Regions from separate parts of the Mus musculus genome. Here region 1 is linked to region 2. A link is a contact called in public HiChIP or PLAC-seq data. All regions are on one chromosome and are shown on one strand. Each heading gives the region's core, a stretch centred on a gene start, on an enhancer-like site or on the middle of the called end of the contact. The rest is flanking DNA. Distances are from core to core; before and after follow the strand shown.

The links. HiChIP or PLAC-seq counts read pairs in DNA pulled down with a chosen protein or histone mark.
Region 1: an H3K27ac HiChIP or PLAC-seq map of embryonic stem cells shows a contact between it and region 2, with 23 times the contacts expected there. The contact joins two enhancer-like sites. A contact is called at or near these places in 1 of 484 Hi-C or Micro-C datasets (embryonic stem cells), 6 of 115 datasets of contacts at active chromatin or transcription factors (embryonic stem cells and stem cell-derived neural progenitor cells) and 1 of 9 other capture datasets (embryonic stem cells).

What each region holds. Positions count from the first base shown.
Region 1 is chr1:101,917,117-101,921,581 of GRCm38.p6, reverse strand. No RefSeq gene overlaps it. Among named protein-coding and RNA genes, the nearest start is that of Gm24122, 190 kb to the left of the region's middle. Within about 2 kb of position 2,516, at least 4 of the 459 cell types and tissues checked have an H3K27ac peak or open chromatin away from gene starts, as enhancers often do. A contact at or near this core is called in embryonic stem cells, where this site is marked.
Region 2 is chr1:101,754,463-101,758,844 of GRCm38.p6, reverse strand. It overlaps the pseudogene Gm18969. Among named protein-coding and RNA genes, the nearest start is that of Gm24122, 350 kb to the left of the region's middle. Within about 2 kb of position 1,539, at least 9 of the 459 cell types and tissues checked have an H3K27ac peak or open chromatin away from gene starts, as enhancers often do. A contact at or near this core is called in embryonic stem cells, where this site is marked.

The sequences.
Region 1 (4,465 bases), core at 1,267-3,766, 160 kb before region 2:
TTGGAAAAAGAAAAAAAATAAGGGTTCTCACAGATGTGGAAGATAGTGGTGTAGTGGGAGATCTGCCCCATCTAGACACAGAGCATGTATTTATATTAATTGAGTCGTGTTTTCATTGCCAGGGCATATTTGGTTTGGAGATTTACTGCACCAGTCCTGTGCTTGTTTTTACACAGCAGTGTATTCCAAAGCACTCCTCAAAATTTTCTTCACCACTTATCAAGCTTTTAAGAAAAGAATTGTGAAAGAAAAGTTAATACTCCACCCAAATACAAGCCCAGATACAAGATTGTTTTCTTTGAACAATGTGATGCTTCAAGTTTGATCTGAATGTCTTAGGCATTTTCTTTTTCAGGTATGACTCAGTAAGCGAGTTTGTAGAATACTGCTAGCTCATGCCCTTCTCCAAGGCTAATGTTATGAGGCTGTATTTCTACAGATGCAATACAAACTAGTTTCATGCACTAATTTGTTGCAAAGATATCTGTGTATAACATGGATCGAGGTCAGGATTAAGATTTTTCTCATTGCTTAGATGAGTGATTTGGGGGACATGGTTAAGTTGTATCTATCTGAAATCTATTCATATTAAATAGATCACTTATTCTATCTTGCTGAGCAGTCATTGTAAAGTGTGTACAATGGGATATCTATGGTTTATCTCTACAAGTAGGAATTAAAAATCACATTTAACTGTTATTATAATTATAGTTGTCCTCCAGTTTTGAAGTGCATTGTTCTCAAACACACACCACTGAAATAACCATTAAGTAGCATCTGTAGTTAACAATGAGTACAAATTACAGGTAAGCCTTGTCTTAGTAATTAAACTGAAGTACTTATTAACAAACCAAGTATATTGTGGAAAGTTAGTTACCTTTTACAAGGTAAATGTACATTTACCTTTTACAAGGTAAATGTACAATGTACAATGCAATTGTGACAATATTTTAGTGAATGAACAAGTTTTGTTTTGTTTTGTTTTGTTTTGTTTTTATATATTAGTATTGTTTCCAGTTAGGACAATGGCACTAATTAGTTCCAATTAGTACTCATTAAAATTCTAAAAACAGTGTCTCCTGCCTTATTAGGTAAATAATTCCATGCCCCATCTTCTTATTTATTGTAAGTAATTATCACACACAAGTTGCATTTCACCATAGTCTTGGTTATCATCTGAAAGTTATTGAATTTCCAACTTAAAAAAAATAGAGATGCTCATATCATATCATTTTGTCATAAATATATACAGGAACATAAAGTAGTTCACTCAAAGAAAACTGAGGTCAATTGGACAGATGGGCAAAGAAAAAGAAAGACTACAATTTAGAAAGTGGCCATTTCTTAGTAGGAGAACACAGGTAAGAGCAGAGCTTTTCTGTAGACATTAATCTTTCCCTAAGTCTGCTCTTTTACTATGAAATCACTGCTCTAGATCTTAAATTGTATTTTACAGTTGGAAAGTATTAATCTGCTTTAGATATGGAGCTTAAGTGAAGGAAATGAAAAGCAATTTCATTTTGATCATTAAAGGTCAAACTGAGCTAGTTTAGATAGCGGAGAACATTGAAAGAGTCTGCCAACTGAGCAGTACAGGTTCCCTTTCTTCTGGTAGCTGAAAATATCTTAGAAAACACTGTACAGCCATTCTCCTGCTTCACAAGAACAGCACTTACTTTTCATATTACTCTTCCATTTGGCTTGTTCAGGTAATTGAATGTCTGATATCTCTTTCTCTTTACCATCCTGATAAAGATTCTCACAGATATTCTGAAAGCCAGCCAGTGTGAAAAATATAGATCAGGAAGTTTTATATTCTTATCACAATAACATACCTCTGAGACTCTTATAATGAGCAGCAATAAATTTCAAAGGGGTACTTAGTGCTTGTTCCAAGTTATTTCAGAAAAATTCAACCCATTTTAGGATTTAAAATTTCATCATGTAATGTTTCTTTTACAAATTAAATTAATAATATGTCTGTGTATGTCACATGCAGTCCTCATGTTTGGCACCCCATACTTCTGTCGTAATAAAATGTAACTTGCCTAATATTAGATGAATGCTAATTCCACTCCAAGTGCAGTCTGCTTGGTAGGCCTAAAGCCTGGAAGCAGTCACAAGGCAAAGAGTTTCACGGAAACAGCCTCCTGGAACCTTGGCATTCCAATAGCCCATATACTCAAACCTTGTCCTCGTGTTTAGTCTGTTGTTTGGATTTGTGTGCTCTCTTTCAGTATTGTTTTATTATAAGTGCCTTTAAGGTTGATTTTGACATATAGCTAAGCCTCCACCAGTGTTCCAATGGTTCCTAGAAAATCCTTGAAGCCAACCCTGAGCTTGCAATTCAATAGGAATGTTACCTATTCAGTAACATTCAAATATACTTCTAGCAGAGACAGTGAAATGAAATAGGCATTACAAAGAACAGAGCTAGAAAAGCTCAGGGCTAGTCTGCATAGTAATTACTTAGGATAATAGCCAGTGGAGTCATACCCAAACACAGGAATACACAATGGCCTAGCAAATAGGTGGGTTTTTGAATGAAAGGGTTAGTGGAAGGGAATTCCCCTGGTGTAGGTTTCTTCACTAGGCCGAGAAGAATAGTATAATCAGCTATTTACTAAAGAACCCCTGGTGGTGGGTTCAACAATAGACTAGCATTGCATCAGAGCATTCACCTGGCTCCTGTGTTTAGCTGATCTTTTTAATTAAGGGTTGTTCCTATTCTCAGTGGTAAACAAAGCCTGGTTCCTTCCATCTTTTTATGTATGCATTCTTTTTTTTTTTTTTTTTTGTGCCAATGTAACTTGGTGGATGTGTTGGCCTGAGTTTCTTGTTTTTCTTCTGTATTAGAAGTCTGGTGTTCATTTTGAACAAAAAACATTCTGATTCAGCTCTATCTTTCTCTCTCTCTCTCTCTCTCTCTCTCTCTCTCTCTCTCTCTCTCTCTCTCTCTCTGTCTCTCTGTCTCTCTCTCTTTCTCTCTCTCTCTCTCTCTCTCTCTCTCTCTCTCTCATCCAACTTTGTCTGTCAATTCTTGCTTACTCAATGCACACCTGCAGGAACTCCTGATTCCCCACCAATTAAGAGAGGCTGGTCCATGGCAGATGAATAACCTTAGTAAGATATTTGCCACTGTTCAGTTTGGAGTAAACATGTATCACAAGTGCTGACTGCATTTTATAGGCAGGACAGAAATGACGATAATTAAATAGATATTTGATCTCCTGTCTGTGACATCACTGGAATTAGAACTTCTTAAATGATGACTTCTGGTCTCATTTCATCAAACTACCAAGTCACACCATAGCTCCTTGTGACAAAGAATTTGAATATATAATACTTTCTTAATTTTACAGTGGCCTATATCTATATTCAAAATGAACCAGTTTCCTTAGGAAATAACCAAAAGAAACACTGTATTATTTAATATCATTAAAACCCAGATTGGGGTATTTCCAAAGGATTTTATCACTGGTATGTAATTGCATGCTCATGATAGACTTGTAATATCTGTGTTATGGCTGAAGTCCATGTAGCCTGACATTGTTTTCATTGTGCTTAATTACAAACTTATAACTTTTGTAACTAGGTAAGCATTCATTTTTTCCTGTGGAGATAAATACTCATGTTTGAGACAGAGTATGCGAAAATCAAAAATTCATACAAATAGATACATACTACACAAAAATAAATGCAACAGCGAGTCATTTAAAAGGTGGCAATTAAAAGTTATTTTTTAAGAAGCCACATGCTTATAACTCTGCAACATGAAAAAACCTGGTTATAAAATCTGCCTTCAAGGCTTCTGTTACTAATGACACAGTTTTCACAGCACAATAAGCACTCACAGGTATTGCTTAAGAAAACTGACTCCAGAATACTTAGCAAACAGCACTCCCTCAATTGCTATGTTGCTTCAAAATGGGGGATGCAACTGTCACTTGAGATTCTAAAGATGATTGTCACCAAATGCCAAGCACTCTGGTCAAGTCAGCTTGACAGGTCAAGAGGCTTAGAAGCTACTCACGAGGCAAAGAGTTTCACGGAAACCCACCTCCTGGAGTCTGGCATCCTCTCTAACCCATACATTAATATTTCATTCCCGCATTAGTCTGGTGTATGGATCCACGTGCTCTCTTTTAGTATTATCCTATTATAAGTGCCTTTTAGGATTGAATTCTGACATAGCTAAAGCCTTCACCAGTGTTCCAATGTCCTAGAAAGTCCTTGAGCAGACCATGGGCTTGGAATTCAGTAAGAATATTGCTATTCAGTGAAATTCAGAATTGCCTCGTTCATTACACTATCACTTTGAATAAAAGCTAGGTCTCTGCCCTACACAGGAATTTACCATCTTCTAGGAAGAAGGAAGTTTGAGACCTAAAGAGAAACCAGAATAGATACTTAGGACTGTAGATAGCTGAGTTACACCCATACCACGTATTTACAGTGGCCTAAG
Region 2 (4,382 bases), core at 290-2,789:
TAATCAGCTTCCAAATGCTGACACCATTGCATACACTAGCAAGATTTTACTGAAAGGACCCAGATGTAGCTGTCTCTTGTGAGACTATGCCGGGGCCTAGCAAACACAGAAGTGGATGCTCACAGTCAGCTAATGGATGGATCACAGGGCTCCCAATGGAGGAGCTAGAGAAAGTACCCAAGGAGCTAAAGGGATCTTCAACCCTATAGGTGGAACAACATTATGAACTAACCAGTACCCCTGAGCTCTTGACTCTAGCTGCATATGTATCAAAAGATGGCCTAGTCGGCCATCACTGGAAAGAGAGGCCCATTGGACACGCAGACTTTGTGTGCCCCGGTACAGGGGAACGCCAGGGCCAAAGGGGGGGAGTGGGTGGGTAGGGGAGTGGGGGTGGGTGGGTAAGGGGGACTTTTGGTATAGCATTGGAAATGTAAATGAGCTAAATACCTAATAAAAAATGGAAAAAAAAAAAAAAAAAAACCAAAACCCACAGTGACACACCTGCTCCAACAAGACCACACCTCATAAGAGTGACATTCACTGGGCAAAACATATGCAAATCTTTACATGAACACCCATTTATACACCTCACTTTATAACAGCTTCAAAATAAAATACCTAAGAATGAAGGAAGTGAAGACTTTCTGTACTAAAAACTTTAAAACCCTGAAGAAAAAGATAAAGACATTAGGAAATGGAAATATTTCCATGTTCATGGATTAGTAGCATTAATATTGTAAGAATGGCATTTCTAATATCACCGTGCACATTATTTAATATATCCCCATGCACATTATTTAAATCATACTATTATTTTAAGAATTTTGAAATTTGGATGTCAAAGAACTTAATAAATGCCTCATAGTATCTTAAAACCAGACATAATCATGTCTAGGTGAGATGAAAAGGATGTACTTATTGGCATATAGCTTGATCCTGAACAGCTACCTTATTGAGAAGGGGAAAAGCATAGGTTCTCTTCACAGAATGCTGCTGAAACATGACAGCTTATTCATGTGACAAGCTGACAGGTGAGTTCATTGAGTGCCCTGACTGTAGTGACAAGAAAGCTGAATTGGGTATGTTTTTGTCCCACATTTGTTTGCCATTTTCCCAGTTTGGACAAGCTAAGCTGCCTTGCTTCAAGCTTTTTAAACCTGATGGGACATAGAAAGTTAGAGACCGTGTAATCTGACTTAGAAAGATTAGTCACAAGAAAGAGTTATAGTGATTCTTCTCCTTCCCTCAATGTGACCAGTTATTCTAAGTCAATCTTGGACTGGTCTAGTAATAATTCCAGAATTAGAGATTCCTAGGGAAGATAGCTAAAATCTTAATTAACTAGCAAAGTTAATTTGAAGCACAGCCTCCACTCCCAGAGAAGCTGCAGCCTTTCTGCAATTCTCAAAGCCACTCCCCCACACCAGGAGCTCATAGTCTAAGCTTGATCATTGCTAATTTGCAATTGAATGGAGTACCTTTACTTCATCAAAGAAGCTTTTATACTGTTTCCTTTCACTGTCTCCACTCTGTTTTTCAAACAGGTTCGTCAATGCCCTTCAGCCTTACTGCAGCAAGTGTGCAGCCTCACCTCCAACAGCGCAAGTGGCAGTTATTAATCTTTCTGAAGAAACATTCTAAGTACTTATTGTGGCTTTGGACTGAATTGGGAATAAGGTGTGCAATGAGGGCCGGACAGTCAAAGACGGGCACCCAGATCTCAGAACCATAACAGTTGAAGACAGAGTTGCATGCCAAGAGGCCGTGGCCGTTAATAACACACAACAGAACCATGTCTTGTGTGAAATAAACACAAACAAGCTCCACGTAGCCTCCATGATGGCATTTTGATGCTTTGGGAAGATCTAAGATTTCCTAAGTCAGGAGCAGCCACCAGCCACCATAACTCCCAAGCAGAGACTATAGAGCATAAATATATTTTATGCCTCAGTCCAGCTATTTCTAATATTATAAACAGGGGGGAAAATGTACCCCCCCCCAAGCCTGAAGCAGACTGATCCAGACCTTGACCTTGCTGCCACTAAGGAGATTACCTAAGGTGGAGCCTTCCTGCCTAGAAGACTCTATTGTTCAGCCACTGCCACTGATCTGACTTCAAGACATAGCTACCTGCTGAGAGGCCTCTGAGCTATTCGGATGACTACACCCTATCCTGCAGCTGGTTCCAGGCTCCAAGAATAGATTAGAGGGGGAATGCACCCCCCCTTTATAAGCACAGTTTTCTATTAAACATTTGAGCTTTGACCAGGAAACTTGACTTAGCTCCATTTTTCTCTTGACCACCTAGTTCCCCTCTCTGTTCAGCCCTGGCTTGCCTCCCAGGTGAAAGCCAGTCCATGTGAGCCGCAGGCCAGCTCTCAACAGCTATGCACAGATTCCATGCAATCTCAATCAAAATCACCATCTTGCCTCATATAAAACTATCTTAACTTCATGTGGAACCAGAAAAGATTCTAGGTAGACCAATCATGAGAAAAAAAAAAATAATGGTTGAGAGATTACATTATATAGTTATATTCATATATACACAATATATATATATATGTATGTATGTGTGTACATATACATATATTATATAATATATATTATTGTGCATAATACCTGTGCTGCCTAGTCTTATGCTAACCTGTCACACAAACTAGAGCTATCTGAAAAAAGAGAACTTCAACTGAGTGAATGCTTCCACAACATCTGCCTGTAAAACATTTTCCTAATGATTGATTGGTGACAGTGCATTCAATTTTGGGTATTCTCAGAACAGCATTGGCTTGTGCTGTAAGATCAAGAATTGACAAATGAGATCTCATAAAATTGAAAAGCTTCTGTAAGGCAAAATTCACTGTCAATAGGACCAAAAGGCCATCAGCAGATTGGGAAAGGATTTTTATCAATCCTAAATCTGATAGGGGACTAATATCCAATATATACAAGGAGCTCAAGAAGCTGGACTCCAGAAATTCAAATAACCCCATTAAAAAATGGGGCACAGAGCTAAACAAAAAATTCTCAACTGAGGAATACCAAATGGCTGAGAAGTACCTAAAAAATTGTTCAACATCATTAATCATCAGGGAAATACAAACCAAAACAACCCTGAGATTCCACCTCACACCAGTCAGAATGGCTAAGATCAAAAATTCAAGTGACAGCAGATGGTGGTGAGGATGTGGAGAAAGAGGAACACTCCTCCATTGCTGGTGGGATTGCAAGCTTGTACAACCACTCTGCAAATCAGTCCAGCGGTTCTTCAGAAAATTGGACATAGTACTACCAGAAGTTCCAGCAATACCTCTCCTGGGCATATACCCAGTAGAAGTTCCAATTGTTAATAAGAACACATGCTCCACTATGTTTATAGCAGCCTTATTTATAATAGCCAGAAGCTGGAAAGAAGCCAGATGTCCCTCAACAGAAGAATGGATACAGAAAATGTAGTACATTTATGCAACGGAGTACTACTCGGCTATTAAAAACAATGGATTTATGAAATTCTTGGACAAATCTGGAGGATATCTTCCTTAGTGAGATAACCCAATCACAAAAGAAGTCATTAGATATGCACTCACTAATAAGTGGATATTAGCCCAGAAACACAGAACACCCAAGATACAATTTGCAAAACAAGAAAATCAAGAAGAGGAAAGACCAATGGGTGGATACTTCGTTCCTCTTTAGAATAGGGAAGAAAATACCCATGGAAGGAGTTACAGAGACAAAGTTTGGAGCAAAGAGGAAAGGATGGACTATCCAGTGACTACCACACCTCGGGATCCATCCCATAATCAGCCACCAAATCCAGACACTATTGCATATGCCAGCAAGGTTTTGATGACAGGACCCTGATATAGCTGTCTCATATGAGGCTATGCCAGTGCCTGGCAAATACAGAAGTGGATGCTCACAGTCATCTATAAGATGGAACACGGGGCCCCCAATGGAGAAGCTAGAAAAAGCATCCAAGGAGCTGAAGGGGTCTGCAACCCTATAGGTGGAACAACAATATGAACTAACCAGTACCCCCAGAGCTCGTGTCTCTAGCTGCATATGTAGCAGAAGATGGCCTAGTTGGCAATCAGTGGGAAGAGAGATCCCTTAGTATTGCATACTTTATATGCCCCAGTACAGGGGAATGCCAGGGCCAAGAAGTGGGAGTGGGTGGGTAGGGGAGCAGGGCAGGGAGAGGGTATAGGGAACTTTCAGGATAGCATTTGAAATTTGAAATGTATATAAAGAAATTATCTAATAAAAAAAAAGAAAAAAGAAATCATGCAGAGATTCTAGACCAGGTTGTAGAGGTGCCCAGTGAGAACATCAGGAGGCTGACCCGTACAGACTTGACTGACTACCTCTACAGGCAT